5 separate regions of the Mus musculus genome follow, and all the other regions are linked to region 1. The links are chromatin contacts, called in public Hi-C, HiChIP or PLAC-seq and Micro-C maps. All regions are on one chromosome and are shown on one strand. The core of a region is the stretch at or near the end of the contact, and the rest is flanking DNA. Distances in the headings are between cores, read along the strand shown.

Region 1 (4,382 bases), core at 1,078-3,577:
AATCAGACATTGGTTTGCTACTCCTACTAGTTTGTGCGACCATTGGCTTAGCATATTTTGCAAGGAAGATAACACTGTAGATCAAAGGTTTTGTGGCTATGTTGTTGTATGTGTTTCTCTTTTGGTAGCCTGCAGAGTAACTTTCCATACTCAAGACTTTAGAACATAGGGGTGAAGGTTCTATATTGGCATCCACTAGACCTCCCCAAGTGTGGGTGTTGTCTTCAGCAATGGACTCTTTTTGTCAGTTTGCAGAGAGCAAACTATTGTATTGGCAACAGCCTGGGGTGTTTGGAGCATTTCCATGGAAGCTCTTTGGCCAACAACTCAATTGGGTATAACCCAGGCTTGCTACTGGAAGCTCTGTTTGGTAACGAGAGATGGAGAGTTACCTCCCCATTTTTGGAGACATCATTAAAATCACTTTCATGTATTTTAGTTAGTTCCCACTACATTAGGTGATTTATTCCATGTTCTATTGCTGTGAAGAGACATTGTGATCAAGGTGACTCTTAAGAAAGAAAGCAACACTGGCAGGACACATTCGTGTGAACGGGACTCCTGGGTCACCTGGAGATCTCAGATCGATGGAACAGAGGCTACAGTACTGACGCTAACCTTTCAAGAGGCAGTCTGTGGGCTAGCAAGACGGCTTAGTGAGTGAAGTCGCTTGCCACAAAGCCTGGAGATCCGGGTCCAATACTTGAGAAGCTATCTTCTGACCTCCACACATGTGCCTAGTATACTCTTTCTCTTACACAGATAGATAGATAGATAGATAGATAGATAGATAGATAGATAGATAGATATTTTTTAAGAGGCAGTCTACTAAGATTCAGACTAAGTTAGGGCAAGTAGTTCCTTGGCTCCCATGACTAAAAGGTGGCCTCAATAGCCTGTGAGACACTGACTCAACTGATGCCATCTTAGAGACACCATTTTGACCTTAGAACTCAGTACATAGGCAACAACAATCTGCCAAAACCCTAACCTGCCAAAATAGGAACAAAGACCTAATTCATCAAAGACCTAGTTTATAGTGCCAGGACCTGGGAAAGTCCCTAAACATATTAACCTTGCTTTTTGGCTTCTGTAGTTTCACTTCTCGCTAACTGTTCTTACTTGCTTTTTGTGCATAAAAGGAAAAGAATAGTGAGGCTCTGGGCTACATAGTTTGGGAAGTTCCTTATGCAGTCCCCAGTGGGGCATAAATGCTTTCTATTGGTGTTAAAACTGCATGTATTTTCTGAAGGAGTCATCTTGTAACAGTTGATGCCACACTGGTTCCCTCAGGACAACCTGCCTAGAAATAAAGACAACAGACATATGAATAAACCCTGATGTGAGAGCTGGACCAGTTGGACCAGGCCCTGCCTTGGCTTACTTCCTCAACATAAGATTCATTTTAAAAAAAACAAACAAGGGCTGGAAAGATGGCTCAGCGGTTAAGAGCATTGACTGCTCTTCCAGAGGCCTTGAGTTCAATTCTCAGCAACCACATGGTGGCTCACAACCATCTGTAATGGGATTCATTGCCCTCTTCTGGTGTGTCTGTAGACAGCAATGGTATACTCACATACATAAAATAAATAAATCATAAAAAGAAACAAACAAACAAACATGGTGTTTATAGTTTCATAGGGTAGGTCACCGAGCCAAGGGAAATGCCTTGCCCTGGGAGTGGTGAAGAAAGCAAGTGTCTGAAGACTGTGGCCAATAGGGGCCAGACTAGGGGGGTGCACAACACAGGGAGTGGTAGATTCAAGAAAGGAGGAAACAGCATGCTCTTAGTGCTTCATGCAGTCTCCCATACAAAATGATACCACGCCACTCACATATTTAAGAGAATTAGGCAGAAGTGGGTTAGTAAAATAGGTCCCTTGTCATTTTGTTATACCCATTTAGCAATATTCTAAGTCCTACATTAAGTGAGATGAGAATAACAAAAGTTGTACTTCTAGGTTTATTTGATGAAATCTAATCTGCTCTTTAGAGGATGTGCTGAGAATAGCACACAGGCACAAGAGCTGTGTTTGGGAGCCTGGGTGGTAGTTTTGCAGCTTGACTTTTGAGTATTTTCGTTTTCTTACTGGCAAAAGTATAACAAGAAAGAACACACACACACACACACACACACACACACACACACACACACACACACACTTACTTCCTAGCCTGTTCGGATGAATTTTAAAAAACTACAATTTCTAAATTACATACTCAGACATTACATACAGCAATGCTTGGCGTAGGAGACATTTATTAAACATATTCTGGAACGACCTGTCCAATAGCCTCGCTCAAGGCGGCGCAGCCCTTGCGTCATCAGGAAGTGCGAGCTAGCTTCCGGTTGCAGCGGTGCAGGGTGAGACTTTGGATGCCCGGACGCGGGTGATTGGCGTCATTGGGAGGAGCGGCGGGGCTTCCAGCGACTTGAAGTCTGAAGTCAGGAGCAGCATGTCTGGCTGTGTGCTGCTCTCGCGTGGGGCGACTGCGGCGGCGGCTGCGGCGCGAGCTTCCCGGGTGCTGAGGGAATTCACGGCGAGGCGCCGCCCGCTGCACACCAGCCTGCAGAGCTGCTCGTTCGCCAAGGAGCTCTTCCTGGGCAACATCGAGCAGGTAGGAGGCGAGGCCGGACTGCCCGTGTCCTCTGCTCCCACCTTTCATTCTGGCCAGAGTTGCATGGAACGTTATCCGAGCCCGTAGAAGCCAAACATCCGAGAGGCTGGGCTCGGCGATGTGGCTTAAGTCGTGTCACAGTGGTTTTTGTTTTGGGGCAGGGTCTCATTCAGTAGTAGCCCAGGCTGTCTTTGGACTCGCTCTGTAGCTAGGCATGCCTTGAATACGTGGTCCTCTTGCCTCGGTCCTCAGAGTTGCCCATCCAGCTATTTCTTGTCTTGGAAGTTTGTCTCGTATTGTCTGACTTTATTAAAGTAGAAGTCAACACTTGGGCTGAGTGGCTGCCCTGGTGCAACGTTCAAAGCTAGAACTTTGAAGTGTGGGGACCCTTTTGCCCACATTCTGGCGCAGAGGGTGCCGAGGGACTTGGATTCTTGTGCTTTTCCAAGGCAGGAGGAAGAGCGCAGCCATCATGTATCCCCTTCAGTCTTTAAATCTACCCTTCATCACCCGTGAGCTTTGCTGCCAGTTTTCCATTTCTGTATTTAGTGAGAGTCCCAGTGGTCAGCTCTCCTCCAGATGGTATCTACTTTCTATACTGTTGTGAGCTGTATACCCCTAGCAAAGGCTGGCCTGGTGATTAGAACTCAGCTTTCTCACTATTCAAGGATAATTCTGCATCTTGGACCTGTGCCCTCAGGCTTTGGCCCAGTGGCCAGTGGTTTTCTCCACATTGCTCACTTCTCATTCCCATTCCTACCCCACCCACCATTAGTAACTAATGCAGATATGTACTTAATGTTTGTTCTGAATGCATGTTAGGCCTCAGGTTTCTGAAAAAAAAATTCTTTTCTTTGTATCTCTTTTGTTAGTTCCTTGGTTTCTCAACCTGTAGACCTTGGCCAGTGTCTCTGGTAGCCCAGTTGAAGTCAGAGGCAGTGTCGTTGTTGTTTGTGTTGTTTTGTTCTTCTTCTTTTTAATGTGGAGGTGGCAGGTGTATTGATTGCTTGCTTTTGAGACAGTCTCACTGAGACTTTCTGCCTCTGCCTTCCTTCATGAGAGCTAGATTGAAATTGTATGCCACACCTAGCAATGCTGAATTTTTCTAAAGTTTAAGCCTGTGGGCCTCTCTTTTTATTATGGTCAGCCCCTTGATGACCTAATTCAGTGCCCTAGCTTTAAATGACAACTCTATTCTTACGACTCAGATTTATTTTTTCAACTTGAGTTCTTCCCCTAACTCCAGACTTAGTCTACCTTTCTGCTCTATATCTCCTCTTAGATGTCTAATAAGCATCTTTAATAAGCATATATGATAACCTCTCCTGGATCCCACCCAGTTCTGCTTCTCCCAACAGCCCGTTTACAATAGATAATGGCTACTCTGTGATTCAACTTTTTCAATACATTCTCCAGTGACACCTTTGATTCGTCTTGTTCTCATTGAATCCTATAGTAAGTAAATCTTTGTTTATCTTCAAGTTACATTCATATCTGACCACTTCTAACTTCACTGCTACTTCCTGGATTGAGCAAACACCAGCTCTCGGAGCATTTCTGGGCCTTGACTAGGACAATGGCAGTGGTACTTAAGCGTCTGAGGGTAGAGAGTAGCCGAGTTATCCATGCCAGTGGCTGACATATACACTTACTTGGACCCGAGTCTGTCCCAGGGGCAAGTGGGAGGATGAATGGGTGAGGCTTGTGTGGCACTGGCAGACTTAGTTACAGCCCCTGGCTTATATAATTGGCTTCTGCAGTAG
Region 2 (4,985 bases), core at 450-2,949, 340 kb before region 1:
CTGTGCTTCAGTTATGTTGGAATATTCACTGCCAATGGAGACGTGGCTATTGCCATGCCCCTGGCTGTTGTTGAGTGTGTTCTTATGCTAGTGTGTCAACATCTGGGTTTTTGGTGATTATAGGTCTAGATGCTGTTTTCTGGATTTGTCTTTTATGTCTGGGTATTGTGTTCCTTGGTTTCTGTTTCCTCTTTGGATTTTCAGGGAGTGTGATGGCTGCATGTTGCCTGTTTTCCTGACCTGCTCTGCTTGTATGTTCACAGGGAATGCACACCGGTGTTGGAGGCTGGGATACTAAGATGAGGTTTGGGGGTGGGGGTTAGGAGGGAGTGGTCAGTGGAATCTACAGGAAATGGGGGAAGGAGGAAGGGAGCTTCAGCTAGTGAACTGTTGCAGGGTTTGGGATTGGGTCTCGGGGAACAGAGGGAGAGGAGAAGAACTTCTGGGTCCACCCCTTGGTGTTTATCTTGCTTCTCATATTGGAAAACAGCACTGAAACAATTAGTAAAGACGTAAACAACTTGAGGCTAGGGTTGTAGTTCAGTCGGCAAAGAGCTTGCGTAGAGTGCAGGAAGTCCTGAGTCTAATCTTCAGAACCACGTGTGACTGAGCAACGTGGTGTATGCTTGTAATTGCTGCAGGAGAGTCAGAAGTTCAAGGTCAGCTACACAGTCAGTGTGAGGCCACTTTGAGCTGGCCTCAACTTATTGAGACCCTGTCTTACTCGCACATACTAAGCCCAACTATATTCAATGGTATTTTCAAATAATGTGATCCATCAAGTTTAAAAAAAAAAAAAGCCAACAACATAGGGTCTAGTAGGCTTGAAGGGAATATTCTGTTCTACTAGATCTATGGTAACCAACTAGTACCAGCCCTGTGTCTGTAGCTCTTTTTCTGCAGTATTGTTACTTAAATGCCCCACACCTTCTAAATGTCTGGAGCACTCCAGCAGATTCAGCAACTACAAAGTCTCCAGTTTCAAATACCCCAGAGGGAGTACTGGCCCTTCCCAAAAAGCAATTCCGAGTTTGTTAAGACCCTGTGATCATAGGTAATTTCGTGTTATAGTCATAGACTCTCACACAAATGTGTCACTATGAGTCCATGGTATTAGAGATGGCCCCAGAATTCTACTTTCTAAGTACGTTCTCCCATACTCTATTGCCCTTATAAGTATGAGCTTCTATGCCTGCAGTTCCCGAGGCCCTGCACTCTTTAGAAGTGTCTTTAGCGATGGAGTTCTAGATCAGAGAGTGCTACCCTACATCACTCAGCAGCCCACCCAGTCCTGACTCCACCCTTTTTAAAAATTCTTTCTATAGACCCAAAAAGGAGTACTTCCGGGAACTGGAAGTGCCAGGAAAGGAGGAGTTATAGGACTTTGCAGAGCAAATGACTGATAAAAGGGAAGGCAGAAACCTTGGGTGGGGCTGTCATCCCCACCACTACTGGTAGTGGCTAGTTTTTCCAGGGCAAAAGTCACCTGCCTTAAAGGAAAATTGTGGAAAGGGAGAGGCTGAAGAGCCTGTATCAGGAGGCCAGTGCTGCTTCTAAAACAGGTTTCTCCAGTTCTGCTTCTGAAAAGCTAGCTGGGTCTGTAGTGAGCTTTAAGGGTAGATTTCCTCCTGACTGCGCTTCTGACTCATTACAGGTCTTTCTTCTTGTTGAGCTGAATTTGTTACTCAGAGAGGTAAACCACACCCACCGAACTTGCGACTTCTCCCTGACCAGGGTGGGGGAGCTTCCTGAGACAAGAGTACACATCACACAGCACATTGTGAAATTGACTTCACCCTCAATTAAGTCTGTACTTTGACTCTATAAGTGACGCTGGTTTTGCCATATATGTCATCTGTGATGGAACTGCCTTCTGTTGTCCTTGTCATCAGTACTCAACACATTTCAGTAAGAGTTACGTGGCTAAGGCAGACTGGATCCTTTCTTTCTTTCTTTCTTTCTTTCTTTCTTTCTTTCTTTCTTTCTTTCTTTCTTTCTTCCTTCCTTCCTTCCTTCCTTCCTTCCTTCCTTCCTTCCTTTCTTTCTTTCTTCCTTCCTTTCTTCCTTCCTTCCTGCCTCTCTCTTCTTCCTTCCTTTCTTTCTTTCTTTCTTTCTTTCTTTCTTTCTTTCTTTCTTTCTTTCTTTCTTTCCTTCCTTCCTTCCTTCCTTCCTTCTCTTTTTCTTTCTTTTGTACCTCCCTAGCACAAACATCAGTTTACAGTTTACAGCAATGCAATCTCCTGTGACACCTCATGGGGAAAAAAGCAGTCTGGCTGTCCAACAGTAATATGATTCCCCGAGTCAGGTAAATGGAGTAGGCCCCACTCCCACCCCTGCACCCCATATCTGTGCTGAAAAAAAAAAAGTCACCAGCTCCCTGGCTCCTCTCCAGGCTCCTCACATCTGCACTTTCTCTTTCCCATTCTCTGCCAAGCTGGGACTGAAGGTCCTGCCCTGCTCTCCATCTACATTCTCCACCCTGTCCGCCTTGTCTCCTTCCTTATTCTATGGAACCAACGCACACCTCTCTCCTTTGTCTACCTTTTCAAACTCAGAAATAAAACAAAAGGCCTAGGCAAAGCTGTTCCATTAACATTTTACCCAGCTTCTTCTTCTTGGTCTCCACCCACAGCTTCTTCCTCTATGTCACCCTCACTTCAAAGGGAACCTGTTTCCACTTGCAGAGTTCTGGCAGACCTGCAGTGTGCACCAGAAGACAACCATTTTGTTGCAGCTGTCTTTACCTTGGTGGCCCTCCTATTGGAAAGGTTCTCTATCTCTCAATTCTAATGGATATTTCTTATCAAAATTTCCACCCATTCCCCTTGGTCCTCACCCATTTCCTCTCCACATCCACTGTGACAAAAATGGCACCTACATCTGAGTCTTCCAGCTGCTTGACATTATAACAGCTGTACTAACTCACTGGCCTGTTCCAAACGGATCACTTGGCCTCCTGAGCCACTAAGCGTTCAGACTAGATGTCTAACAGAGGCCTGGTTTGGTTTTTGTTTTTGTTTTCCCCTTATTTGGTTGCTCTAAATTGTTCTGTCTGTCATTTCACTGTTGTACACCTGAACACACACACTCTTTGATTGACACTCTGATCCATTTTGGCTACACATTTATACGTCAGAACTTAGATCCTGAATTCCCTACTGGGCTTTTTTATTCTACATTTCACTATCTCCTGATATTTCCATTTGACTTTCCTGTTATCATCTCAAACTCTCATCCCTGTTATAATACTCAACACCTTCTTTAAGTTTTACTAACATATATATAATTATTATTAACAGCATACATGTTGTTATGAAATTCATATAATAAATTTCATTATATTTTATAAGTACATATTATATATTTTACTCATATTTACCCCCATTGCCTTCTCTTGGGAGGGAGCTCCCAATACTTCCGATCTTTTTCTACTTCCCAACTTGTGTGTATGTGTGTGTGTTTGTGTGTGTGTGCACGCACATGTGCTTGCACACACATCTGCATGTGATGAGCGTTGCTTATATGAGCATCTGTTATGGGTTGTTTACAGTGGCACAGACATCAGTAGGTACACCTCTTAAAAGTACATCACATCCTACCCAACAAAGGCGTGGCCTCTTAAGCTCCTCCCTCGGATCCACTGTTAATTAAATGGCACTTTTTCTCACTCACAGAGTTTGCTTTGCTGTCCATACTGACCCCAAACTCTGGACCTCAGGGGATCTTCCCGCTCGAGCCTCCCGAGCATCTGGGATTACATCATAGGCCCTTGGTCCCTGCTCCCAAGCTCTCTTTCTCTTTCCAACATTCTTCTCTTTTCTTTTCCTTCTGTTCTATTTCCATGGAAATAGTTTTCTGCACTCCATTTGCCATTGTATTAATCTTCATAAAACCCTGCTCCTAATCATGCATTGCCTATGTTAATCAGACATTTAATTACACAGGCTGGGTTGTAGGTCAGTGGTAGAGTGTTTGCCTAGCAAGTGCAAGACCCTGAGTTCAAATCCTTGTATTGAAAAAATGTTGAATGGAAAAGAAAAGGGAAATGTATTGCTGCACACACAAATGTCGAGGATGAGTACCTGCAGGAGTAGTGGAGTCTGAACAAGCGATGGCAGTGAGAACCTGCCTCCTTCTATCTTCAGATGTAGCCGCCAGCTGCCACAGGTTCCTAAAAGGAAAGCTGGAGTTGATGGATGGGAAGGATGGCGACAGAAATAACAAGCCAAGGCAAAGTTCTCTGATCAAGGCTCAATGTTTTAATTCTAAGGTCTGAATATAAAGAGAGGAAACCCATCCCCCACTTTGCCAGAAACAGGAAGACAACCTCAGCTGCTCAGCAGGTAGTGGCTTCTTGCAGGAAGCTGCAGGTGTGGCAGGACAATAGACTTCACCTCGGTCAGAAGACTACACCCTAGACAGACTGTGATAGACAAGGTCTGATTCAGCCCTCTCAAGGCTGCGGGGAGGGCAGATTTGGACAGGTGCCTCCTAGGTTGCCATCTGCACAGTGACACAGGAGGGTGAGGCATTGTTCACAGGAGCATGCTGTCATTGTCCAGCAGAATTTCCAGTATTGACTGATTTACAAGACCCACATCGTGGGAGCACTGAGGAGTCGGGGGTGGAGGGGAGGGGGTGGGGTGGGGGAGGGGGTGCTCCCAGAGAGCACAGAGTAAAATTAGGCAAGCACGGCTGTCAGAGAACAGAAGGGTGCCTTTCCAGAATAGAGCATCTATTCTGAGGAGCCAAAGCAACAGATGTCCAAAACACTCTTCCGTGACTCGGGTGAAATTAAATTCCCTCAGTCTGACACTCCAGCCTTCCACCCAAGGTAGCCTAAAACAGTCTTTCTTACTCAACATAAACCTGTTGTCTAATTCACTCTTAACTATTTTCTGTCCTTACATTTCTTCACAGTCTCCCCACCCTCGTTTTTGTTAATGTCACTGTCTACATTACTTCTTAACTTTACTCTAACTCAA
Region 3 (5,051 bases), core at 1,423-3,922, 380 kb after region 1:
TTTCTGCTCTGTAGCCCAGTCTGGGCTATGAAATCATAACAGTTCTCCCTCAGCACCCCAAGAGCTGAGCTTACAAGTATCTGATACCTGACCTGTTCTGCTTCCTGCCTTCTTTCCTTAAGCCCTCTGCATCTCTAACTCCATGCCAACACTTACTTCCAGAGACTCTTAGCCCGAAACACGAGGACATGACTTAATTATTATGCAATGACCACGTTTACTATTTTGAGATTTAACTGAATAGAGGAAGTTCAGAACTAATCTTATCTTTCTCCTCACGATTGCCCGGTTATCTTCACACACGTTATTTGTAAAAGGAACTGCACTGTTACACATCAAATTAAGACCTGCCCACTTTATGAAAGGCAAAGTCTCTAACTGTGATGTCATTTTAAGCAAAAGATTGGAAAGTTCCTAAGTGTCCATCCATGTTGGTTTCAATGTCCCGGCTTGGTTTTTATTTACCAGTCTATAAAGGCACCAATTCTGCAGAGCTTTGACAACTCTGGCAGGGGTGTAGCTCCGTGGTGGAATACTTGCTCATGATCTGCTAGGGTCAATTTCCAGACCCACCACCTCCTCCCCAAAGAGAGAGAAAGGGAGGGAGGGAGGGAGGGAGGGAGGGAGGGAGGGAGGGAGACATACAGAGGATGGTATCTGGAGATGAAGGTTAGCTTAGGCTATGTGGTATAAGCCTGTCTCTCCAAAGAAGAGATACATGTTCACTGCTCTCATTCAGATTAACTAATGAGTCTCTTTAAAAGTGATCTGAGAAGAACTACTGTTTTCACAGCAGGTTCACAGCAAGATGGAGCAGGGCGTTACAAACTGGAAAATACAGCACACGGTAAAGCATTTTCTTTTTCTGATTAGTTTCCTATTGTAGCCCAGGCTGGCCTGGAACTCGAAACATCCTCTTGCCTCAGCCTCCTCGATGTACGGATGACAGGTGTGGGCCAGCACAGTCAGCTCATCGCTCAGGAGCCGGCAAGTGTGTGTTGCACCGCTTATGTGATGGACTGGGCTCTGCGTCTATGGAGCTTGGGCGGGAGTGTGTGTGTGTGTGTGTGTGTGTGTGTGTGTGTGTGTGTGTGTGTGTGTTTATGGGTGGGTGGGGTGTCCAACTTCACATTACCACACACACAATTTTTACAGTTTCCTTGGTTATTTTGTAGAACAGTGAGGTCTGTGAAAAGATCGCTGTCATTATTTAATAAGGATATTAACATTTTACTTAGGAAAAAAAGTAGCCGTGAGTATATAGCATATGTACAAATGTCAAGGTAACTCCACTTCAAGGCACCCAAAGGTGGGAAACAGGAAGGCAAGGCTGAAGAAATGGCTTCCTAAAGAGTACTGTCTGTGTTATCTGTGATGAGACAGACGTGTGGTGCCTGAGCACAGGTAACCAGCCTCGTGGCAGAACATGGATTAGAATAAATGGGTTATCTTAGGTTATGAGCCATTAGGTTATTTCTGGGACTATGGGACTGGAGGAAGAAACTTCTACAATTATCTCAAGGAGGAGGAGGAGAAGGTAAAGAGCAGAGTTACAAGCAAACTCGAACACACTGAAATTTTAGGTTGTGCAAAATTTACTCTTTCTGCTGCTAGTAGAAGCTCCATAGTATTGTCCTAGCTGGTGAGGAAATAAATCTCTTCTCTTCACCTCCCCTCCTCCCACCAGGGGACCCTCCCCTCCCCAGCTTTCATCCCACCAGGAAACTGTTTTACACACACACACACACACACACACACACACACAGAGGAACACATGCACCTCCACCCCACCCCACCCCCTTCCTCCATCCACACCCTACCCCCACCTCCCATCCCCCACCCCCCATTCTCTCTCCATCCTTTACCTCACCGCATTAGGAAGTTCAGTCTGCGATACTGCATGTTTTAGTACCCCAAGACCAACTATAGTTTTAGCTTTAACTAATACTACTGTCAAGTGCCTGCTTTCAAAGGGATATCATTGTTAAATAAGCTTTCTAAACACAAACCTACACAGGATTTGGAGGGAAGGGAATGTTTTTATTTGTCGCCAATGTTTTGGATACTACCATCATAATTTTGCAGGTCTGCTAGAGCAGTAAGCTTGATTGACAGCATTTCCAAGAGTTCACAATTTCACCGCTAAGGTTCCAATCAAGATAATAGGGTTATTAACTTAATATAAATGAAGCTTTAAAAAAGGATATAAAAAGCAATTCATAGACAATATTAATAACTCAGACATTGGACTGAGAGATATGGGAAGGTCACTACCTACTGTAGACAGAACATCAGAAGGGCGGGACACTGCTTTCATCTAAGACACCTTTGGTCATTAGCATACTAGTGTAAGGCAGCGCGGCAGGCACAGAATGCAAGCAAGTGTGGTGCTGAGGAAAGCTGATGGTGGGCAGCAGGCACAGGGCGCTCCAGGCGGCTCTCAGTCATCCTCGCCCCCGCAGAGCAGCAGCAGGGCCTTCTTATAGTCTCCAGATGTGTCGCCCTGGAACCCAAACACACTCTGTCAACTCCATGACTCACAAAAGCCACAGGAAATAAAAAGATGAGGAAATGGCTGAGGGTGACTATCGTTCCTGTGACTTTTCTCCCCACTGGGCAACTTCTCTGCATGACTCTCACAACAGGAATGTTACACAGGGAAATTCCTACCAATACCGCTCAGTTTAACTTTCTAATTTTACCCCTCGAGGGCTGTTCTCTTAATGGAGTGGACTGTGTTCTTCCATGGAGAAGCAGAGAAGCCGTTCCAAGTATGTTAAATCATCATGCCTTCAAACAGACGCCCAGTTTCTCTCGGGTAACAAAGGCATGCAGGGCCTCTCAGGGGCTGTGGCTTTGCCTCGGACATGGGCATAGGGCATGCCTTCCTTGGGCTCCCCTCATGCCGCTTATGTGTGAAATGCTAGTGTCTTAAGTGCACAGACTCGCTGGCAACCCTCAACCCAAGCTCCACACACCACACACATTAAATCCAACGCTTTTGCTCAACTGAAACCTCTCTCTACACGTGGTCCACAAGGAAAGATGTCAAGAGACTTCCTTTCAGCCACACTTCAAGGTCACAGGGGTCTCTTGCTGCAGCTATGACCTGACACCAGGGGCACAGTGACCACAGACAAGGAAGAAAGAAACACTGACGAGAGGGAGGAGCTAACAAAGGCAGCTGATACTGATGGATACACAAGCACACATTCTAAAAACGGACAAAGCCTTGGGTCGGTTGAGCCTTGGCCGGGGCTGTAACCCAGCTCCCCCTTTATCCTTCTTTAGAACCCCTCTAATCCTATGACTAATATTTTAACTTAGCACGGGAACTGGATTCTTCCATCCATTTCCTTCATGCTGCCCGATCTGGCTCTGTGTTTCTAATGTAAACCAAAGTTCTACCTTGATCATAGAATACAGGGAGGTGGCGAAGTTCTTCCTAAACTCCTTCCTTATGTTAAACAGGTCAATCTCACTCCTCGACACCACGACTCTGATGAGGGTGTGATCGTCCGTCCCAGCACCCTTTAAAGGAGAAAAGAGTGCAGGTGTTAAAAGTCTTCACATACAGCACCAAATGCCCCTGGTTTGAGGTAAATCATTGAAGTCTGGTAACGTAGAAGAAACAGGCTACACATCGGAAAGAGACATGCATCCCCAGGCTGTCACATGAAGCATAGTCAGAGCTAGAGAAGGCTGCATTTATTAGATGCAGGGTGTCTACTCACCTTCATGGCATAGTAGAGGGTCTCTGCAAGGTAGGCAGGTATGCTCCGAATAGACTTCACTAAGAAAACACATAGTACAACTGTCAAAAGCTATTCGGACATGAAGAATGATGTAATCAAAATGCAAACACTGTCTCCTGTTCTTAGCTCTGCTTCTAAGTGTAAAAGTGAGGTGCCCTGCAGAGGGGCATCTGCAAGCTGCTGGGGTTCCCTCCGCAGCTGTCTTCTGACTCTCTAGCTTGGCTCTCTTCAGAGGACTGTGCGGGTCCAGAAAGGCCCTGGAAAAGAGGCTCTTCTCTGTGCCCCTTTGTTCTCTGCGGTCTTTGTTGGCACCTGGGTGGTGATAATGCCACAGCTTTCACCACCGATAAATTATATAAGTAGCTTGGAAGTTTCTGTTCCAAGATATCTGATCAAATGATACAAGAATACTACTCTAATCTCTGGAAACATTTGGACTGACTTTCTGTAACCTCTCCGGAATCTCTGAGCTAAATCTCACAATTCACACAAGCAGCCTGGATGTATCCTTTGCAGTTCAAACACTTAACCTATGGCAGCTCACCCCACCACATCACAGCTGACATAGGTTAAGGGCGTGCAGACCAGAGTCACTCAGCAAACGACACCTAGCACACAAAAACTCTGTAGGCTATAAAACTGACAATCCTTGAGCTCTGAAACTTCTCGGTTCTTCCTTTTCAAAGATTACAAAAAGCAGCTTCTCAGGCAGATTGAGAAATGATCATCTGGCTAGAAAAACAAATGTGTGTGTTTGGTATGAAAGAAGGTGGGTGTTTTCAGGTTAAATAATTTGGAGTTTTAATTAAGTGCTCATAACAACGGTGACGTTCTTGTGTGTCTTCATCATGAAAGAGCCAAGTGTCTAACTCATTGACTGTGTGCTCAGATGAAAGGCTACTTTTTAAAGTTGGTTCTTGCACAAATGCTCAGAATAGACAGAGGCAGCCTTCAGACCATGTGAGTCCAGGACCTGGGCCTGCAGGATCTGGAGAGCATCTAAAAACTATAACCACCTGCAAATTCACTTCTCCAGTCATTCTGAGCACTTAATCGAAACTCCAAATTATTTAACCTGGGGAAAAAAAACCTCTTCCCATATTCTGTCACATCAAAGACCCGGATTTATCTCTAGCCAGATAATAACTTCTTAGTCAGTATAATGAGCTGTGAGAAGAGTATTCAAAGCATTCTAAAGCCCTGTGGGTATTGAAGACAAGCCACGCTTGCAAACCTCTATGATGGTGTCTAAGACATCAGAGGGCCATAGTATTATTCTTAATGTGGCTTTAAGAC
Region 4 (4,768 bases), core at 1,256-3,755, 430 kb after region 1:
TACAGCTCAGAGGGAAACTCAAGACCATCATCTTAAAGCCCAGTGCTGAAGGCAGCAAGTCACCACAGAGAAGAAACATCAAACCAGCACATTGTCTTTGCAGGACAGGGTAATGCTTATCACTTTCGCTGGGTTCGCTGATAAGAGCGATACACGCAACCACTTTGCTTCAAGTCTAATAGTAGCGTATTATTTTTCTTTCCCCAAAGATAATCCTGGCAATAAAATAATGGGATGAGTGACTAATGACAGCTTGAATCTTATCTCAATAGGTCTCACAATTACCTTAGCAATGGAGAACTCTTGCAATCTATGGTCTATATTCTGGAACAGCCTTGGACATTTTTCATTCATTCAAAGGTCTCTTTATCTCCCTAAGAAAAGTACCCAGAAAACTGTCATTGCCCTGTTAGTGTTTCCATTGTACCAAACACTGGCCTCTTGTTCTCATATCGTCCCATGAACATTCTTCTGTGTATGTCTGTGTCACCTGCTGGATCACAAGTCTTCTGAGGATTTGAAGTGAATTTTATTCTCAATTCTCAGAGTCTCAAACACACAGGAAACAAATGTCTGTTCAGTACATGTTTGTCGAGAGTGGGGCTTTATTAATTAGATGTCCTTGTTTCAACTGTGGCACTTTACAAATAATTCATTTGTTTTCATCTCCATCCAGGAAGTTAATGATAGAGCCTCCTTCGCAGGGTTGTTGAGCGTGTTCTTAATGTTCAGTGTGCACTCACTGTTGCTATGGCCATTGTTGCTAGGCAGCACTGAGACATCATCACTCACAATGCTGGAAGAAGTGCTACCTGAGATCAGAGTCCTTTGTAAACAGAGCCTCTGAGAGAAAAGAACTCAGCCAGATCTATGTCATGGGGCATACAGTCAAGAGAATGATATCTCGGGGCTCTGTTATCCAGGAGTGAAGCTTGCACTGTGTGTGTTTTTGTATTTTAGGGTTTTGACTTTATTTAAGCTTCTTATGTGGGACAGAGAAGTTATTCTTATCATTGTCATTCGTCAAGAGGAGGAAAATGAGACAGAGGTTAAATGGCCAAAGATAATGTTCTCGTAGGTGAGTCACTGGCCACAGATGCCCTGAGTTTGCTTCAAGTTGTAACAGAACAAACAAACCACAGGACTGTCATTAAATGTTTCCTAGAGGCCTGGGTTAGACCCAATCAGGCTCTTTCCTGTTCCTGTGCCCACCTGCCCTCAGTCCACCACAACATCTATTCTATTTTCCCTTCCCAGGGAGATCCGTGCATCCCCTCCTGAGCCCTCCTTGTTATTTAGCCTTTCTGTGTGTGTGTGTGTGTGTGTGTGTGTGTGTGTGTGTGTGTGTGTGTGTATTAGTTATTTTAGCTTGGTGTTTTTGTGGGACTCCTAACAGAGGGAGCAGGGGTTGTTTATGATGCTTTTGCTGCCTTTAGAACCCCGTCCTCCTACTGCATTGCCCTGTCCAGTCTTATTATAAAGAGAGTTGCCTAGTCATATTATAACTTAATATGCCATGTTTGGTTGATATCCCTGGGAGGACTGCGCCATTCTGAAAGGTAATGGAGGAGGAGTGGATGAGAAGGAAAGAGGTGGCAGGGCAGGGGGCTGAGAGGAGAGGAGTGAGGGGACATTGTGGTTGGGATGTTATATATGAGAGAATAAATTAATAAAACAAAGTTTCCTGGGGTAGCACCCAATTCAGCCTGTGTTACTGCTGAGGGGCCAGGAACAGTGACTCACCAAACCATGTGCTTGTTAGGGTTTCCTCCAGCCACCAGCAGACGTGCTGGAATTACTTCTGTGAGGTACAGAATACAATTTCTTTTTAAAAAGACTATAAGCCAAACCATTATTAGATATTATACAGCCATAATAAAATACCAATGCATAAAATCTCCCCTAGCAGTTTCCATCAAAATTGTACTACATCCAGCTACAAAACAGAAGTGAGGGGGCCTCAATATATTATAGCCCACCGTTAGTCACAGATCATTTATTAAGTAGACAAAAAAATACCCAGGCGTTTTTAACTTTCATCAGAGTTGTGTGAGGGGAAACTGCTTGTGGCCCCAGACAAGGAGAAAGTACCCAGCCTCAATGCCAGTCCTGCCAAAGCTGACTATCTGGGAAGCTGCATTTTCTATTAGACAACCAGCAATGTCTGGAGACTTTCTTTCAGCTTACCCTGGACCCAAACCAAAGTGATCAATATTTCCATGTCAGAAGCTTAGCCCTGTGGTGGTGACCTCCATCTTGCTTCACAATATATTGGCAAAGTCAGGTTGGCCGGAAAATAGGCAGGTCAAGGGTGCCGAAAAGTAATGGTTTCGCTTTTAAAATCCTGAGCTAATGGCTAATTTAATATCCTGAGCTGAGCTACTTGTAATGCCTGTACCTCCTCCCTGGAGGTGGCACAGGACCAATAGCTAATGATTCCTTAGCTATCTTTTATTTAGTAATGACAACAGCAGCAATCATGGCTGGACATTTGCTAACTGCCTGATATGAATCACGTCAGCTTTGTGCTGTTATCCCAGGGCTGTGACCTCTCTTGGCTGGAGAAGCGCCTCAATTGATAGGAAGCAGGAAGCAGCGCCACCTGGCGGACTCTGTCTGAAGTGTGTAAGAGAATCAACTCACAGAAGTCTCACTTCAGTGTGTGCAAGGGACCTGAGTCGTCTTTCAGGCCTGCGCAGTTCTCTGATGGCTCCTGCCTGTTAGGTCTCAGAGAAACTCAGGACAAAAGGCTAACTGAAATGCCTATTTAGCTCGCAAAAGCGGATGCTAGTGGCCAGGCTCTCTCAGCATCTCTCAGTACCACCCCCTACCTCCCGCCCCAAACCTCTCCAGCCTCTGAGCATCATTGTTCTTGTTTCTATATAACCCACCCATTTTGACCTCTGGCTTTCTTGGTTACCCTTTGGACTCTTGGCCTCTTGGTTCTTCTTCTTCTCCTGGTCCCCTCTCTTGTCTCTCTCTCTCTCTCTCTTTCTTCTTCTTCTTCTTCTTCTTCTTCTTCTTCTTCTTCTTCTTCTTCTTCTTCTTCTTCTTCTTCTTCTTCTTCTTCTTCTTCCTCTCTTCTCTCCCTCCCATCTCTCCTCTCTGCTGGCCATGTTCCGTCCATCCGTACTCGTCCAGATGCCTCTGGCTCTTCTCTCCCTCCTATCTACAATAAAAACCTTCTCTCAACCATACCTAGAAGGGACCATGCCCGTGTTTTCATTCACTGCCCTCAAGGGATCTGCAAAAACAAACAAATTATAACGTTCTACTTCATGAATGCTCACATTTAGAGACTGCTCCCCGCGCGCCCAGATAGAATTAGATGTTCCGTTTTTCTCAAGGGGCAGGGGTATCCTTTAAGGAAAGACTTTTGGTCCCGGGCCTAATGTTGGGAACACTGCGTTACTTGGCAGCTTTGGTTGCCAGTGAAGAAGGCCAGTGCCAAGAAGAGCCGCTAAGACAGAGTTTAGTGACTTTCTCAGGCTTAGCCTTTCAGGTGGGTTTTGGCCTGGCAGAGAGACAAATTTTTTTAGCTGGGTCCTGGATCCCAGTAGGAAAGGCATTATTTATTGCTACTAAATAAGAGACTTTCCATACTAAGACTTTCTGCTTGAGTTAGTGGGTAGTCACTTCCAGCCGCCTGTCCTGGGTGAACATTGATGCCTACCCTTGTGCACGGAATTGCTAGAATAGTCCTCTGCCCAGGTTTGGAGACAGCCTGCTGTGGACAAAGCTGTTTCAGACCCAGGATTCAGGACTGAAGCGTTCACCAGGACGGAAGAGGCTCAGGCAGAGAAAGCCCGAAAGCCCGAAGCTGAACTGGCTTCTCAGACTTTTCTGAAGAGCTTTTGCGACTTTGGGGCCCACAGCTTTGCCACGTCTGCAAGAGACAGCGGCGAGATGCCGCCCCCAAGCGGCTTCATAGAGTCATGACTCAGATTCCTTTTATAACCTACCGCATCCCTGATGCATGATTCCCTGAAGACAAGTGGAGCTTCCTAACACACATACACACACACACACACACACACACACACACACACACACACGCCGTAACATGTAGGTAACAGCAGGAATCTAGCAGCGTCAAGTAGTTTATGGTTGTTTTAAAATCAGGAGTGAGGAAATTAATAATAAATAATTTCTCTAATGCCTGTCTAACCAAACTAGTCTAGAAAGGCAAAGTTGCTTATTCATAAGAAAAAAAACTGTTTCTTTTAACTTTAAAAGTAGAGAGAGCCTGGAATGGTGACCCACACCTTTAATCTCAGCACGTGAGAGGCAGAGCCAGGAGGATTTCTGAGTTTAAGGCCAGCTTGAGCTCCATAACAAGTTCCAGGTCAGTTAGGGATACACTGAAAACGTGTCCATAGAGAGGGGACGAGAGCCTGGGAGATACGTGGGTGAGACTGTTGCCACACAAGCTTAAGGGCACCAGGTCAGACTCCCAAAGCCTACACAAATGTCAGGTAGATGTGATGGCCCATCTGTAATTCCAGTGCTTAGAAGGCAGAGAAAGGAGTTCTCCAGCTAGCTAGACTGGCTGAATCAGGGGACTCTGTGTTCAAGTACAGGACCATACCTGAATATCTAAGATGGGAAGGAATGAGGCAGACACTGGACATCAAACTCTGGCCTCCACATGCACAGGGGCACTCACGCAATCAGCACAGACACCTGCATCAGCACCCACACACATAGTAATGCACACTGTGCACACATACACAGAAGACCAAGTTCATGTGTTCACAAATACAAAATT
Region 5 (4,986 bases), core at 2,419-4,918, 370 kb before region 1:
GGTTTGCGGAAAGAAAAAGGAAAGGGGAAATGATATAATTAAATATACTCTCAAAAAATTTTTAAATTATGGATAAAGAGTCACCTTCCAGTAAAGCGCCAATACGACTTCAGCAAAAGTATTTAGCTTCTTCCAGGAAGCTATGCTGTTTTTCTGTTATGCTAAAAACAAACAAATGGGAAAGAAAGGGAGAGGAAGCAGCAAAGAGCAGTAGCTCACTTGGTAGAGTACTTGCCTTGGTAGGCCTTGGCACACACAAAGGCCTGGGTTCGATGCCTGGCACAGTGTAAACCCAGCATGGAAGTGCTCACTGTTATCCCACCAAAGAAGAGACAGAAGCAGAAACATGAGAAGCTTAGGGTTATCCTTAGTCCACATGGTAAATTCAAGGCTAGCCTGGGCTATCTGAGGTCCTACCAAGAAAGAGGGGGGGGAGGGGGAAGGGAGGGAGGGAGGGAGGGAGGGAGGGAGGGAGGGAGGGAGGGAGGGAGGGAGGGAGGGAGAGAATGGGAGAGGGAACCTAAATAAACAGACTTTGAATCTACTTTAAATCAATAGCCCTTGACCAAGTGGGAAAAGGGCAAAAGGGAAGAGAGACTTCGTTAGATAGTTTGGTGGATGCTCCTGGAGAACTGCTCTCTGAGAAAGATTGTAGCCTGAGATAACATAATTAGCCTCTGTGGCCTACTTTCTGTGTGTGTGTGTGTGTGTGTGTGTGTGTGTGTGTGTGTGTGTGTGTTTACGCGCATGCGTGAGGGGGCATCCCTGTCTTTCTGTTGTCCCCACTGAGAGGTTACCTTTCACTTCCTCCTCCAAAGGATCCCACCACCACCCCCTCCCCATCCTCTCTCTTGTATGAGACTTGTTGGTTGGTGTGATTTCTGCAGCATTCCATGGCCCCTATCTGCCAAGGAATTTTTCCAAGGCTAAACCCTAACACTGATACCTTGGCTCAGAAGGTGCCTGTACTCCCGCTAGCTCAGGGTTTGAGCCACACCAGGACCCTAGCTACAGGTGTCACCTGCAACAGACCCACTTTCTAGCCCACTGATTGATTGGCCCTCCATCCATCACCAGAAAATTTTGGGTATTTCTAGCTAGAGTAAATAGAATTAAAGTTAAACTTTAAGAAACTAAATTTCTTTTATCCAGATGATACTGAATAATTAGAATATATATACACGTGTAGACACATAAGTGTACACAGAGAGACAGTGAAAACCCTTGACTCTTTTAAATACTAGTTTTGAATAAGGGAGAGGTTTAGGGTAAGCAAACAGTGATAACACCAACAAATACATGCTTAAACAAAAGGACATAAAATCTTCATGTGTAACCTCACTAAAACCAAGATTAGTATCATTTTATCATTAGAAATATACCAGATAAGATATTAATTATCATGAGCATGTTTTTTAAAACTCTAATTCCAAAAGAGACATGAAAAAGGAAGAAAACTGTTTAGTTACTTGGGCTTCTCAGTTGCCAATGAGTATCATCCGGCATTGTCAAAGTCCACGAGGATGTGCTCACAGATGGCGTGAGATCTCACCACCTCAAGTTTCACAGTATGGAAGGGAGTTAGAAGTACCTGGGTACAGTCCTGACCTTTTCATCAGAGTGCAGTCCTTAACATAATTTCTTTCTGTTGTGTGATGAATGAAATAGTCTTTGAAGACAAATTACTTGATAAATGAGGCAGTGTTTGTAGACAAAGGCTATGCTGTGGCCACTGCCTGAGGTGTGTAGCCAACCTTGATGATCAGTCCATATACACATGCCCACAGGCCTTTCAGCAACCATAATGGAAAGAGTGTTCATCTCTTAGGAGTCACAAATACATTGTTTTTGTGACAAGAGCTCACTGTGTAGCCCTGGCTGATCTGGAATCCATCGTAGAGATCTGACTGGCCTTGAACTCAAAGATCTGCTTGCCTCTGCCTCTAAAAGTGTGTGTGTTCCACCAGGCCCTGCCACAATCAATAAAAACAAAAACTAATATAGTGTTTGATTATAGAAAGTAGTGTTTCTCTTTGAAGAGCCTACTTTAAAGCTCTTCTACCTGGGCTTCTGTCTTTAGTTTTACAAGATGATGATTTTAAGGAGAGTACCCAAATCTCTGTTCACATGTCCCCAAATCATGTTCACATTCCCCTCTGCCTATCATGGTCATAAGGAGACCTAGTAAGGCTGAGGAGTATTGAAGAGTCTGAGGACTCCCCAAACCTAAGTCACTCTCAAGCAGTATTAAACCAAATAAATTTATATTGAAGACAAAATAAATAAATAAATAAATAAATAAATAAAGGATTCATGACACATTAACTGTAGGAGGAAAATAATTTAAATGTGTTCTGTGCACAAAACACAGAAGGGCACATTGAGACTCTTGACGATGTCAGACTTTATTAAATAATGATAAATTCACAAGCTATGTTGCTTTTGCTGGCTACGGTTTACCTGGGTGTCCCAGTTTCCCTTGATAGCAGACTATTGGCAACACACATTACTTTATTCCGGTCTTAATCACTAACATCAACTCTCAGATCTGACATTGTACTTCAGACTCACAAGTGTGCATACATGTGTATGTGCATGTGTGTGTCTGTATGCATGTAAATTGCAGAATGGCTACTAATGGGTTAATGAAGTGGTATAGTTCAAAGAGGGCTTTACAAAAAAATTGGTACAGATGCAGGTACTGCAGGTAGTTTTAAAATCCAGTTGGAGAGCAAGCCGGTGGCACTGAGCTGAATCATGGGACCACAAGGTAGGGCAGAAACGCAGGACGACAGTGGTGAAGACCTGGTCCATAGGTATAGACAGACAGACCAACAGATGGCAACTCATAAGGGATGTTTCAAGAAGTAAGGAGCTTGCTGGGCTGAAGCTCAAGAAGTCTCTGCCCCCATACCAGACAAGTGGATGACCGTTGCTGGGACTGTCATCATCATGGTATTGAGTGTCTGTTAGTGGGGTCTAGGTAAGGAGATCTCACCCTTCCTTGGCCTGTGTGTTTGAGGGTTTCTTGGGTCTGGATTTTTCTGTTGTGGTTTCAAATCTACTTTGATAAGTTTATAATTGGTACCTTTTTTAAGAATCAGTTATCTGCGGGGCCTAGCAAACACATAAGTGGATGCTCACAGTCAGCTATTGGATGGATCACAGGGCCCCCAATGGAGGAGCTAGAGAAAATACCCAAGGAGCTAAAGGGATCTGCAACCCTATAGGTGGAACAACATTATGAATTAACCAGTAACCCGGAGCTCTTGACTCTAGCTGCATATGTATCAAAAGATGGCCTAGTCAGCCATCACTGCAAAGAGAGGCCCATTGGACTTGCAAACTTTATATGCCCCAGTACAGGGGAACACCAGGGCCAAAAAGGGGGAGTGGGTGGGTAGGGGAGTGGGGGGGAGGGTATGGGGGACTTTTGGGATAGCATTGGAATGAGGAAAATACCTAATAAAAAAATTAAAAAAAAAAAGAATCAGTTATCTGGCAGTCTGTGCTTCCGGTGGTATCTACGTGGACAGTCATGTTGCCTCTGAATTTGCTGCTTTGTAAAATGGAGTCACCCAGGGCACAGCTTTCACATAACAGAGGAGAGCACAGCCTGAACCTCTAGCGAGAGCACGTGATTTAAAAGAATCCACATGAGTACAGTGCCCTCAGAGGCCAGAAGAGGGTGCCATAGTCCCTGGAGCTGGGTAGAATTATAGGTATCAGACATGAATGCTAGAAACTGAACTCACGTTCTCTGGAAGAACAGGAAGTTCTCTTAACTGCTGAGCCATCTCTCCAGCCCTTGCTTTCCTGTTTTCATTGATAGGCTTACGTTAAGCAAGCCTTTGCTCACTATGCCTGTCTTTTCCCATGATACATCTGCTATTAATCATGTGCATGCCCGATCATGTATAAGCATACGATGGTAAGTAGATGTTCTTCCTACAAGTTCACACACAGGACACACTTTACCTCTCTGGGAGTCATCGGAGACCGGCTGGATCGATCAATCCACTGTTCCCAGATGTGCTTACTGTCTTTTGAGCCCTCATCTGTCTCTCCGCCCTTGAGCTTACATTTCCATTGAGATACCCTTGATGAAATCACCAACTCTGCTTCATAAATTGGCAAATCTTAAAGTTCTTTCAGCGACTGAGTTAAGGTTCATAAAAGTCCCAAGGGTGCTAAAGGTGACGTGTGTCCTCGTCTTCCCGCCTCCGGTGACGTCATCGCTAAGACTCTTGAAGTGTGATTCCTGTGAATAGTCTACACCTGTACTTCCGGCTGTGTCTTACTTTCGTCGGAGCAACACTCTTTCTTTCAGGCCTCTGTGTAAGCCTGTATGAAAACAATTAACAAAATCTCTGCTCCAACAGTCCTGAAATTCTTGCTATTGAAGTCCCATTTCCGCCTGACATCTTGGTCCTTAAACATCTTGGGTAGCTAGCTGCTCAGGCTAGGATGGCGGTGTAGAGCTTTGTCTCTGACCCCTCACTACTGGCACCTCCCACCCCGGTTGTCTTCAGGAGGATGTCATGAGCTAACTTAGTAAAAGGCCTGGGGAAAGCATAAATAGCCCTGGTCAAGGTAGGGTCCTGCAGATCACTGACCTGCAAATCATTGTCTCCTGCAAGGACAAGGTGCAAACCAGTTTCTAGCGACAAGTGCCCCTCTGGTTAGCTACAGGCTTGAAACTTTTTCTTCTGGTAGTATGAGATTCCCGAGAGCATCCCGATTTTAGGGGTGGTCACTCTGTCATAATTTGATAGCCAAAGTAAGGAACAAAAGAATCCTTTAGATCCTTTGTCAGTCCATTTATAAAATTCCTGGAATGTGCCACTTCGGCATGAGTGTTGTTTGGAGTGGAAGGTATTTGAAAAGCAGCAGATGCTGAAGGAAAGGAATCCCCTTCATTCCCTTCTCCTTGCATACAGGAGAATAAAAAAAAAAAAAAAACCTACACTGAAGACTAGGCAAAAA

Evidence for each region. Hi-C and Micro-C count contacts between places; a contact is called where the count stands out from the background. HiChIP or PLAC-seq counts read pairs in DNA pulled down with a chosen protein or histone mark.
Region 2: an H3K27ac HiChIP or PLAC-seq map of double positive thymocytes shows a contact between it and region 1, with 5 times the contacts expected there. The contact joins the enhancer-like site here to the promoter of Acad9 in region 1. A contact is called at or near these places in 3 of 39 promoter capture datasets (hematopoietic stem and progenitor cells, hippocampal neurons and neural stem cells), 2 of 484 Hi-C or Micro-C datasets (epidermal suprabasal cells and regulatory T cells), 4 of 115 datasets of contacts at active chromatin or transcription factors (double positive thymocytes, embryonic stem cells, memory CD8 T cells and 1 more) and 1 of 9 other capture datasets (adipose tissue).
Region 3: a contact with region 1 is called in a Micro-C map of trophoblast stem cells, with 6 times the contacts expected there. The contact joins the enhancer-like site here to the promoter of Acad9 in region 1. A contact is called at or near these places in 5 of 39 promoter capture datasets (cranial neural crest, embryonic stem cells, hippocampal neurons and 2 more), 15 of 484 Hi-C or Micro-C datasets (the C2C12 cell line, the HL-1 cell line, LSK cells and 11 more), 1 of 115 datasets of contacts at active chromatin or transcription factors (astrocytes) and 4 of 9 other capture datasets (adipose tissue, liver, macrophages and 1 more).
Region 4: an H3K4me3 HiChIP or PLAC-seq map of bone marrow-derived macrophages shows a contact between it and region 1, with 8 times the contacts expected there. The contact joins the enhancer-like site here to the promoter of Acad9 in region 1. A contact is called at or near these places in 4 of 39 promoter capture datasets (cranial neural crest, embryonic stem cells, hippocampal neurons and 1 more), 1 of 15 datasets of contacts at CTCF or cohesin (pro-B cells), 14 of 484 Hi-C or Micro-C datasets (the Ba/F3 cell line, the G1E-ER4 cell line, the N1E-115 cell line and 8 more) and 2 of 115 datasets of contacts at active chromatin or transcription factors (astrocytes and bone marrow-derived macrophages).
Region 5: a Hi-C map of Th1 cells shows a contact between it and region 1, with 7 times the contacts expected there. The contact joins the enhancer-like site here to the promoter of Acad9 in region 1. A contact is called at or near these places in 19 of 39 promoter capture datasets (the 3T3-L1 cell line, 3T3-L1-derived adipocytes, the C10 cell line and 12 more), 6 of 15 datasets of contacts at CTCF or cohesin (the G1E-ER4 cell line, embryonic stem cells, hippocampal excitatory neurons and 3 more), 198 of 484 Hi-C or Micro-C datasets (the AML12 cell line, the AtT-20 cell line, B cells and 103 more), 19 of 115 datasets of contacts at active chromatin or transcription factors (the HPC-7 cell line, the NIH/3T3 cell line, PVALB interneurons and 15 more) and 5 of 9 other capture datasets (adipose tissue, embryonic stem cells, liver and 2 more).

The regions. Positions count from the first base shown.
Region 1 is chr3:36,063,652-36,068,033 of GRCm38.p6, forward strand. Acad9 (acyl-Coenzyme A dehydrogenase family, member 9) reads left to right here and starts at 2,328. Exons shown (of 18, transcript NM_172678.4): 1 at 2,328-2,619. The coding sequence starts at 2,458.
Region 2 is chr3:35,719,387-35,724,371 of GRCm38.p6, forward strand. No RefSeq gene overlaps it. Among named protein-coding and RNA genes, the nearest start is that of Gm25696, 13 kb to the right of the region's middle. Within about 2 kb of position 1,700, at least 134 of the 459 cell types and tissues checked have an H3K27ac peak or open chromatin away from gene starts, as enhancers often do. A contact at or near this core is called in double positive thymocytes, embryonic stem cells, epidermal suprabasal cells and 3 more, where this site is marked.
Region 3 is chr3:36,446,904-36,451,954 of GRCm38.p6, forward strand. It overlaps Anxa5 (annexin A5), which reads right to left. Exons shown (of 13, transcript NM_009673.2): 11 at 3,735-3,793; 12 at 3,409-3,531; 13 at 2,020-2,503. The coding sequence ends at 2,441. Among named protein-coding and RNA genes, the nearest start is that of Mir7009, 26 kb to the right of the region's middle. Within about 2 kb of position 2,673, at least 126 of the 459 cell types and tissues checked have an H3K27ac peak or open chromatin away from gene starts, as enhancers often do. A contact at or near this core is called in the C2C12 cell line, the HL-1 cell line, LSK cells and 6 more, where this site is marked.
Region 4 is chr3:36,493,071-36,497,838 of GRCm38.p6, forward strand. No RefSeq gene overlaps it. Among named protein-coding and RNA genes, the nearest start is that of Gm11548, 11 kb to the right of the region's middle. Within about 2 kb of position 2,506, at least 71 of the 459 cell types and tissues checked have an H3K27ac peak or open chromatin away from gene starts, as enhancers often do. A contact at or near this core is called in the Ba/F3 cell line, the N1E-115 cell line, bone marrow-derived macrophages and 3 more, where this site is marked.
Region 5 is chr3:35,689,508-35,694,493 of GRCm38.p6, forward strand. No RefSeq gene overlaps it. Among named protein-coding and RNA genes, the nearest start is that of Gm6639, 26 kb to the left of the region's middle. Within about 2 kb of position 3,669, at least 45 of the 459 cell types and tissues checked have an H3K27ac peak or open chromatin away from gene starts, as enhancers often do. A contact at or near this core is called in B cells, CD8 T cells, the CH12 cell line and 15 more, where this site is marked.